Linked DNA regions of Mus musculus: region 2 is linked to region 1. The links are chromatin contacts, called in public promoter capture Hi-C maps. All regions are on one chromosome and are shown on one strand. The core of a region is the stretch at or near the end of the contact, and the rest is flanking DNA. Distances in the headings are between cores, read along the strand shown. Region 1 holds the start of Cenpo (centromere protein O). Region 2 holds the start of Mfsd2b (major facilitator superfamily domain containing 2B).

The links. Promoter capture Hi-C pulls out the DNA fragments that hold promoters and counts their contacts.
Region 2: a promoter capture Hi-C map of liver shows a contact between it and region 1, with 5 times the contacts expected there. The contact joins the promoter of Mfsd2b here to the promoter of Cenpo in region 1. A contact is called at or near these places in 3 of 39 promoter capture datasets (hippocampal neurons and liver), 2 of 115 datasets of contacts at active chromatin or transcription factors (acute myeloid leukemia and bone marrow-derived macrophages) and 1 of 9 other capture datasets (liver).

Annotation. Positions count from the first base shown.
Region 1 is chr12:4,231,516-4,236,479 of GRCm38.p6, reverse strand. It overlaps Cenpo (centromere protein O), which reads left to right and starts at 2,515. Exons shown (of 7, transcript NM_134046.6): 1 at 2,515-2,728; 2 at 2,823-2,949; 3 at 4,798-4,964. The coding sequence starts at 2,904. It overlaps Ptrhd1 (peptidyl-tRNA hydrolase domain containing 1), which reads right to left and starts at 2,467. Exons shown (of 2, transcript NM_001204912.2): 1 at 2,202-2,467; 2 at 1-117. The coding sequence starts at 2,453.
Region 2 is chr12:4,871,663-4,876,626 of GRCm38.p6, reverse strand. Mfsd2b (major facilitator superfamily domain containing 2B) reads left to right here and starts at 2,268. Exons shown (of 14, transcript NM_001033488.2): 1 at 2,268-2,356. The coding sequence starts at 2,291.

The DNA.
Region 1 (4,964 bases), core at 1,266-3,765:
TGGCCTCAGGGCTATGCATGTGGCAATGTTCTCCGGCTGCTCCAGCCACAGCGTGTGGTCAATGTTCTTCTGCTGCAGGGTCTCAGCCAGCTCCTTCAAGGTGGTCTCATCAGCAGCCTACAAGTTGCAGAACACACAACACAGACTGAATGACCCATTTAGGAAGTGTCAGAAGGTCACAAGAGTGGGGACGGGCTCTGTAACTGGAGCTGTGGCTCCACCAAAGAACTGTAGAGCAACAGTTGTGCCCATTGGTTTGCTATTTCCTTTTTTTAGGATCTTACAGAAGTGGCTAGGAAGGGGCTGAGAAGGAGGCTCGATACCCTGTTAATAAAATGCAATTCTCTTTTTTGTATTGAATTCTGCTATATAGTTTCTAGTTCCCTATGGCTGGCGCCTACTGCAGCTCACCTTCACCCTTAAGCTATCTGTGACTCAGCTGACCACTGGGAAGACTTCTAAAATTACATATACTTTCCTTCTCCCTCTCTCATCCCCTCAGGCCCAAGCCTAAGTTGATGCAGGACACATCTCTCAACTATTTGATATAAGAGGGCTCAGTCCACTGTGGGCAGTACCATCCCTAGGCAAATTGGCCTTAAGTGTATAAGTAAAATAGTTGAAGGTCAGGAGAGCCAGTAAACAGTGTTCCTCTGTGGTTTCTGCTTCAAGATTTCTGCCTTAAGTTCCTGCTTTGGCTTCTCTAGATGATTGATGTAACCTGTAAGGTGTAATAAATCCTTTCCTTCCCAAGTTGATTTTTTTTTGGCCATGGTATTTTTCTCAGCAACAAAAAGCAAACTAGAATATTATATTATGCATGCACACTGAGAATAACTTGTAAGATTTGTTTTTGTTTTTTTTTTCTTCCCATCAAGTGAGTCCAGGGATAGAACTAGGGTTGTCAGACTTGGTGGCATATGCCTTTACCCAATGAGCCATCTCACCAACCCTTTTCATCTACCCTATTATATGCTTTTTGGTCAGCAGAATAGGATCTAAGGCCAACAGGATCTTGACCTGGATACAAATACAACTTTTTTAAATTCCAGGAGATCTAGGAGAAGGCTTTCTGGTAAAGAATATCATATGGTCCTAACCCTTAAGAGTTAGTCCAGGAGCTGAGGAGATGCTCCGTGTCCAGAGGACCAGAGTTCAGTTCCTAGAACCCACAGTGGGATGTTCTCACTGCCTATAACTGCAGAAGAGCCTACATCCTACTCTGTCCTCCCATGTGCATACGTCCCACAGACACACACACCTACACGTCTGCACCCATGTGCATACGTCCCACAGACACACACACCTACACGTCTGCACCCATGTGCATATGTCCCACAGACACACACACCTACACAGAATTTAAGTAGATCTTTAAAAAAGGGTTAATCAAATGCGTATGTAAATCACCAAGATGGGAAAGGACCCCTCAGAAAGTTGAACACAGATGTAGGTTGGCACGTTGGTCCCTTTGGCCATTGTTCCTCCACTCTCACCCCTTTGCCAGTGTTTTCCTGGATAAAGATTTCTCTAGAGAAGCAGGTGCTATGTAAATGTCAGTTAGGAGACTTGAGACTCAGAGCTTCTGAAAAACATACTCCTTTTCCCCACTCACTGAGCATTTCTCCTTTTAAATAAACAGCCTCTATTTCTTACTAACAATATTAAGGCAGTGCTAATTTTAGGCCCAGCTTTTTTCTTTTTCTTTCTTTTTTTTTTTTTTTTTTTTTTTTTTTTTGAGACAGGGTTTCTCTGTATAGCCCTGGCTGTTCTGGAACTCACTTTGTAGCCCAGGCTGGCCTCGAACTCAGAAATCTGCCTGCCTCTGCCTCCCAAGTGCTGGGATTAAAGGCGTGCGCCACCTCGCCCGGCTAGGCCCAGTTTTAAAAGGCAGATTGGTGCACAGGCATAAGCGCCACGCTTTCCCCAGCTTCGTTCCCAGGGATCTAAGGGACACTGGAACAACCAATTTCTGGTGAACGCTGTGATAGCAGGGTCTGCGTCGGTTCTTCACAGTCATGCTCTGCCAAAGGGAAGGTTCACTGCGTAGCGCAGACCATTCCCAAACTCTTAGTGATCCCTCCTACAATCATGCCACACGTACTTCCGGAAGCTAAGGGTTGGGCCCAAGAGCAGATCTACTTCCGGCCTCGGCACCCCACCCCCGTTTAGGGTCCCTCCGGATACTCCCCACGCCTCACCTCGAGAACCACCTTGCGCATGCGCCCCAGCTCCCGGAGATAAGCTGCCGTGTGCGGATGGTCTCGATGAAGGTGCAAGGCTGCTGTGGCGGCGTGACAAGCCTGCGCTACCAGTGCGCCGGTGGGCCAGGAAAAGGGAGCCTGAGATAGATCCTTTCGTAATACTAAGTACTGTACAAGGATCTGTGGCTCCACCCCAGAGCATGCCATCTTCCTGATCATCAGACTGGCCGGACGTACCTTGCGGTGCATGCTGGGATTAGTGTGGAGCTGCTGGGCGCCACCATGTTCGTGTACGGCGGAAGCACAAAGCACTCTGGGATCAGTGGGTTACGTTGTTACTTCAGTTGCTCTCGGCGGGAATTCTTAAACTGCATCCTGAGTGAGGGAGCTTTGGCGAGAAAGCAAGACCCAGTGGTAGACAGATTAGCATTACTGTACAGCTTCTTTGGGTGTTCGAGGAAGCCCGGCTGGACCATAGTGGCCACGGCGGTGAGGTAGGCGTGGACAGGGCTGACCAGTCCAAGGTAAGGGACGCCAGCGGGGACACTTTGCTTATCCCGGGACTGTCAGGCAATAGTGGCAATAGATTGGTGATTGCGTGTCTTTTACTATTTACAGTTAAGGACGTTCGGGTCCATGTTAACCCTGCCTTGTACGTCCAGCATCGTAAGAAAAAACACTTGAGAACCCGAAGAGGAGATGGAGTCTGCAAATACTTTGTGTCCAGGCAGGAAGTGCAAAGGAGGTATTCAAAGGGGTTTGGCTTTCTCTGTACCACAGTGTTTCCAGACTTTATTGCAAAGGAAGGGACACTGTAAGGCAGTAACTTTGGCGATTAGATATGGATTTGATTCAGGGCTCTATCTTAGGAAATTTTGTGGCTTGGACACATTATAGTTCTGCCTCATTTTCTTTCTCCTTTAAACAAAACTTAATGTGAAAGCATCATGTGGGTTGAAATTGTTACTAAAAACTAAAAGTTTGATGACTTAATTGTTAAAAATATGTTGCAATCAAGTATAATCCATACCCTAGAACTAAATTACTATGTAATCCCAAATTTGCCAGTAACTTGCCCTTCTGTGTGTCAGCACACCTGGCTAAACAAGTGACGAGTGAAAGTTTGTGAATAATCATCAAACTTCGACAGGTCAATTATTCTCCAGTTCCCTTGTCATCTCCAATCCAAAAGATTGAAACATTTAGTTATGATTATGTTGGTTTTCTCTCTCTGCTTGGCAATTACCACTGCTTATCGTGTGAACTTGGAGAGGAACTAAATACAGCAGAGAGAAGGAACTGCTGTGCTCAGGCTCCAGAGGAAATAAAAGAAGTCAGGAGTCAGTAACGGGAAGAAAAGCAAGTGAAGGGCCAACATGCTGCCTACTGTGGCTCTCTCTTGATCTTATGCAAGTTGGTTTGTTTGTTTTTTAAAGGAGCTATACACTAGTAATTTGATGTCTAGCCTTGGCTGGATAGATGAATGAGCCAGGTCTGGGCTGTCCCAAGACAAATGAAGAAAGGATTTTTGTGAATGTATATTCTTGTGAACCCTGCAAAGTAAATATTGGATCTGCTTAAGGAAACTAGTTACATGAGGTGAAGCATTGGACTTCTCTAGGGAGGTTTCATCTGGGTTGTGGGAAAGCATGGAGAATCGGCCTTTCCCACCATAGATTTGTGCTTCTGTGATAAGCAGGCTTAGATGAAATGCTGCTGCCCACAAAGCAAGCAGTAGACAAATCAGGAGTCTCTTGTTCTTTTCAAGTGAGCGTACTAATTAGTGGGTGTTTTTACACCAGTGGCCAGCAGAGAGGTTAATGGTCTCTGGTTTGGTTATTTGGGCCTATGGCTTTATAAATTTATGGCAGACCAGTTGTGATGGTACATGTCTTTGATCCCAGCACTCTGGGTGGAAGCAGGTGGATCTCTGTGAGTTCAAGGACAGCCTGATCTACATAGTGAATTCTGGGCCAGTCGTGTAGGAAAGACCCTGTCTCAATAAACAGATAAATAAATAAATATGCCCTAGATATATGAGTTATCTATTGTGACGACTGTTTTTGGTTGTCAACTTGATGCAACCTGTGAAGAGGGAACCTCAATTGTTAAGGAATTAACTCATCAGATTGGTCTATGGGCAGTTTCTTTAGGGCGTTTTTTTTTTTTTTTTTATTGCTTCTTAATTGGAAGAGCACCTAACCCATTGCGGCAGGTGGTCCTCGGTGGTATATGAAAGCTAACTGAGCAGTAGCAGGAAGCTAATAAGCTTGTTGCTCTATGGTCTCTGCTTCAGTTCCTGCCCTGAGTTCTTGCCACCCCTGGGCAGGTAGGTGGTCCTGGGATGTATAAAAAACAAACTGAGCAAGCCAGCAAGCATCGTTCCTCCATCTGCTTTAGTTCCGGCTTCACACTTCTGCCCTGACTCCTCTCATGGCAGACTGTAACCTGTAAGATGAAATGGGCCCTTCCTCCCTGAGTTGCTGCTTTGGTCAGCGTTTAGCACAGCAAACTGTTCCTTCGTGGAGTATGCTTTGCCAAAGTTTGTCAGATTGTGAAGGGTGTTTTGTTTGTCTGTTTTCACTTTCTTTAGGTGTTTTAGCTCACCTGGAAAGACTAGAGGCTCAAACGAACATATCGAATAGAAAGTCTGAAGAACCAGCAGTTCGTAAAAAGGAAAGTTCTCTTAGAACCAAGATTCGAGAACTGCGGCAACAACGAGATAAGCTGAGGGCAGAAGTGAAGCAGTGGGGAGCCAGA
Region 2 (4,964 bases), core at 1,019-3,518, 640 kb before region 1:
AATGTACTCAGCTATATTATCCCACCATGATAGAGTTTGAAAATTTGCATCTCCTTGAAAAGAAACTCCATCTGGCTGGGCAGTAGCAGTGTATGTATGCCTTTAATCCCGGAGCTTGGAGGTAATGGTTCTCTGTAGTTGAAGGGCAGCCTGGTCTACAGACGGAGCTCCAGGACAGCCAGGGCTACGCTGAGAAGCCCTGCCTCTAAGAAAGGCAGCACTGCTACACCCAATACGATCGATCATGTCCTTATTATGTGCTTATGGTTCATCTATATGTCTTTAAAATGAGATTTTTTTTTGGTTATTTGTATATCCCAATACAAGTGCTTTATAATTTGTTCTACACTTGGGAGGACATGTTTACCTTATATACATATGTTGTAATTATTTGCAGCACAGAGTTTTTCATTTCACTGCAGTGCAGTTGTGCTGTGTCCTAAGGAACAGTTGTCTAACTAATATGTGCATTAACCTCTTGTTGCCAGACTTATGGTCACAGCCTGTTTCCCAGCAAACCGGGTTTGAGTCATCCACCCTCCACGCACCAATTCAAAGAGTCAAATGAATAGTGAAAGGCAAGAAGGGAGATGTATTCAGTGTGGGCACTGTTGGGGTTCAGGAATCTCCACGTACACCATACAAAGTGATCTCAGTTAAGCAAGATTAGTTTACTGAACGCACACCTTAATGCTGGACGTCCAGGACCGCCGACAGGACTGCGGGAGCCTAATTGCGGTACTAATCTCTCAGAGTAGACTTTTTACAGGAAAAACCAGGTTCAAAGGTTTAAAGAGCAGGGAGGGGAGCAGTTGGCTCACTAAGCAAAGTGTTATCAGCTAACCTTTAGGCTGATTGGTCCTGGGTTAGGTAAAGGGGTTAGTGGATGGGTGCAGGAGAATTGCAGAGCTTTGGGATAGCAGCACAAGAATTATAACTTTTGGTTTATTAGTAGCAGCAACAAAAACCACATACGTACATGCAGTGCTCACATATGTATGTATGAGCTCATAGGGAGGTGCAGGAAGGGCTGCCTCATGGTCAGCTCTGACTCTAGCTATTTCAGATATAACAGTTAATATTGAACTTTGATGGCCATGTAATGCTTTGTGGAATTTCTTTTTCTTTTCTCTCTTTCCTTTTTATTTTTTAATCTCTTAAGATCAGCAAACCTCATATAGAACATTCAAAATATACAGAACAAAACACAAAACAGGGTATGTGGTTAGCATGGCCTTGAGCCAAGTCACTTCTCTGTGTTGGTGATTGACAGGTATGAAACAAAATGGCTAAAGCTATTTTGGGGGTGGGGTGGGGTGAGCAGACCATACCAAGCACACCGAGGAGAGGAATCCAAAGATCCAGTGGCCTCCGAAGTCCATCTCCAAGAGAATGTAACGCCGCAGCACATCAAAGTTGACACATTGGAAATCTTTCTCTTAAGTTGGCTGGCCCTAGCCGGGCGTGGTGACGCACGCCTTTAATCCTAGCACTTAGGAGGCAGGGGCAGGGGGATTTCTGAGTTCGAGGCCAGCCTGGTCTACAAAGTGAGTTCCAGGACAGCCAAGGCTACACAGAGAAACCCTGTCTTGGAAAAAAAAAAAAAAAAAGTTGGCTGCCCAGCCCCTTTACTCCTAGGAGGAATTTTTTGGGTTTTGGGTTTTTTTCCCCCCTTGGGGGTAGGGGTCGACTAATTTCTGGGACCCATTGTTTCAGTAGTCTGATAATACAAGGAAGGATAGTCACACTATTTTCTTGTTAGGTGTTTATACAGTGTGGTCTTTTGCCTTTTGAAAGTATGTCCTGGGTGAGCTATCACACCCACCACACTTCATTCACCCTCCAGGACTTGGTGGCACAGCTGTAGTTGCAAGTCCCCTATAGGAAAAGCCTGGGAAATGTGTAGTTCGGGCTGAGTCCACTCAGCCACAGTTTTAATCTGGACAAGTGAAGTGCTTTATTTAAATAGGTTTATTTGCTGGCTTTCACCCAAGGCGGGGTTAGCTGAGGGTTTCTGTCTACAACATGTCTGCCAAGAAACAAACAAGATCGTCCCTGAGGACTTGACCGCTTTTTCCCAGGTGTATGGAGATTGGAGTTCCTCCTTGGAGAGGAGGACCCGAAGCTTCGAGGTCCTGGGTATCCCCACACTGCTGCCTCAGGTGGCACGCGGCTACTAGAGCTCCCGGAGGGCGGGCTGCCTGCACAATGGGACCACGCCCACTTGGCCAGATCCACCCTCCCGATAGTGACTGCGCTGCGGCAGCAGTCGGAGCTTAACAGCCACGGGATGTCGGTGCCCCATGGACCCACCCCCGCTCCTGTCGCAGAGCCTCACACCCAGGAGCCAGGCTCGGTGAGCGTCAGGGTGGGAAGAGGGAAGCCGGGCTACTCAGCGCTCCCAAGAGCAGGGAAGAACCTACCACAGCACTTTGTCCAGTTGTTGGGTAGTGTGTGGTTTGGCGCCACTGGGACACCCCAGAGAAAATAGGAAGGCATCCCAAGTCCTAGTGTGAAGTAACACAGCTTTATTCAAGTAGGCAGGCTGGAAGGACCAGATCTCCAGTGTCCTGACTGCAGATCCTCCTGGAGGCTTCTTAGCCCAGCGAAGGGAGCTGCCTCCTTTCCCCAAACTCCTGGTAGCTCCGGTTGACTTAGCCTCCCTCCGAAATTGTGGTGCTCGCCAGGTACCAAGTTCTCCTTAGAGGATTCTCCGGATGCCCAGGCAGGGGCTTGAGAGATTTGGGTAGAGGGGAGATGGGAACCCAAGGTCCTTAGACCCTCTGCGTTCTCTTCGTGGCAAAAAGTGGCCCTCAGTTGGGAGACCCCGTGCCTAGGTGTGCCTGTAGTCTCAGTACCTGACTGGGGAGGCTAAGGCAGGAAGATTTCTTGATGTTCTGGGAAATATAATTAGAGCTATCGCCTTAACAGTTAGGAAAAGTGGATGAGTAAGAGACATGGCCCGGTGGCTGCAGATCTCAGATGGTAAGATGGTACTGGGGGTGGGGTGGGACCTCACCTCTCCCAGAATTTAGAGAACTGAGGTGATATGTGATATTAATGGAAAAAGGAAAAGAAACCTAAGACTGCCATGAAGCAGCAGTGTTTGACTACGTTAATAATGCTATGAGGTGCATGTCTTCATTTTGCTTATCAAGCAACAAGTTCCGCAGGTCACACAGCCAGTTTGTTCGCTCCATGTAGTGTAGTGTAGATTCCATGGACTCTATGGGGCTGATGGGGTAAGGAGACCCAGCATCACTCAGTGTGTGAGTCTGTCTCATGTCAGTTTCAGCTGGAGTTTGTTGTAACGGCCTTTCTATTATCTCAAACCTCCACAGGCCCATTTAGGGTAAACAAGAGACTCATTAAAGGATGGGAATCCGCTCACACTGGATTCTGCCTGTAAAGTTTTTCTGGCAGTTGCAATGATGTCCACACAGATGTCAGAAGAAGAATACATCCAGCCTTGAGTGTGGTTTTTCTCCTAGGGTAGGAAATGTGTGAAGTTTGTGATATGCCTTATCTAGGAAGACCTTTCCCTTCCTCACAGCCTGCCTGTGGTGGTGTCTACAAGATACTGAAATGGACGAAGTCCACACTCCCTCCCACCCCACTCTGCCCCCAAAGGATGAAAAAAATAAAATGATTCCTAGCCTTAGTTGAAGATTACTTTACAGCATCCTCATAGCCATTCACTGCTTAGAAACATTGAGCACCTACTGTCCGCTTGGGAACTAGAGGCTCCACAGTGAGTGAAAGGGCTTACTTACATAGCGCTGGGGAGGGGTGGGAAGTAATCGAGAGTATACCAGCCAGCTGGGCAACCTGGGGTGTCAGGAATGCCTCTAAACTCATACCCGAATGGTGAGCAGTCAGCTCTTAAAAGACACAGACATACTTTCCAGAGAAAAAAAAGCAATGGTCTCAAGGGGTTTGAACAATAAGAAACTCCCACCAACAACAAAAAAAAAAAAAGCTATTGAAAGGAGAGGCAGAATAGACGTGGAGTGGGCTCCTGCAGGCTGTCTTGAGGACTTGGGCATTCGCTAGACAAGAAAGGCAAGTTGTGGGTTTTAAGCAGAGAACAGCCATGGTCTGCTTTATAGTCAAAGAACACTGCCCACTGCAGGAGAGTGGGATGGCTGCAAAGGAGCCACTTAGGGGCTCACCTGATAGCTGTGGCAGGGGGACTGCAAAAGAGGAACCAAGGTGACCAAGGTTTGTGGCCTGAGCTACAGCAAACAGTGCTATTTAATGCAATGTGGCAAATGGGGTTCAGAGCTGGTTTTCATACCGGGATAGTAGCAAGCCGTGTAGACTATGTGGGGCTGTTTGTTGACTCCACTGGATGGCTGAGGGACTGTGAAATTCCACATTCCAGACATTCACACTAGTTGGTGATACTGCTGTTTTGATAATCAGCCTTTCCAGAAGAAAGGGGGAGAGCTCTCATTTGTAAGGTTTGCTGGTGTCTGCAACATACACACCCCCATCATAGCTGATGCCAGGGGCTCAACAGGTAGCTTGCAAAAGTCATAAACACCGGACAACTGAGTGGGTAGAGGTACCTGTCACCATGTCTGATGACCTGAGTTTGATACCTAGAGTCCCCATGGAGGAAGGAGAGATCATAATGTGACCTCCACATGTGTGCTGTGGTTCATACACAAAATAAATGTAATATAAAAACCCAAACATCAAACGACCGATTCTCAGAGCCACTTTCATTCGGTCATCACAACATCCTTATGAAGCTGGCAGGTAACTGCAGGTGACAGAAGAGGAAAACAAATCCTACAAGTATAAGTGGGTTTATTCAAAATTACACTGGGACCTACAGTTCACTCTGATCACTGACTCAGTACAGAAAGTGACTGTAGCAGGAAGCATGGGGCCTGGGGGTAAGGAAGAACTTCCCCCTGGAATGACTTAGAGGTCAGGGTTTATAATTCTGTTTTTTT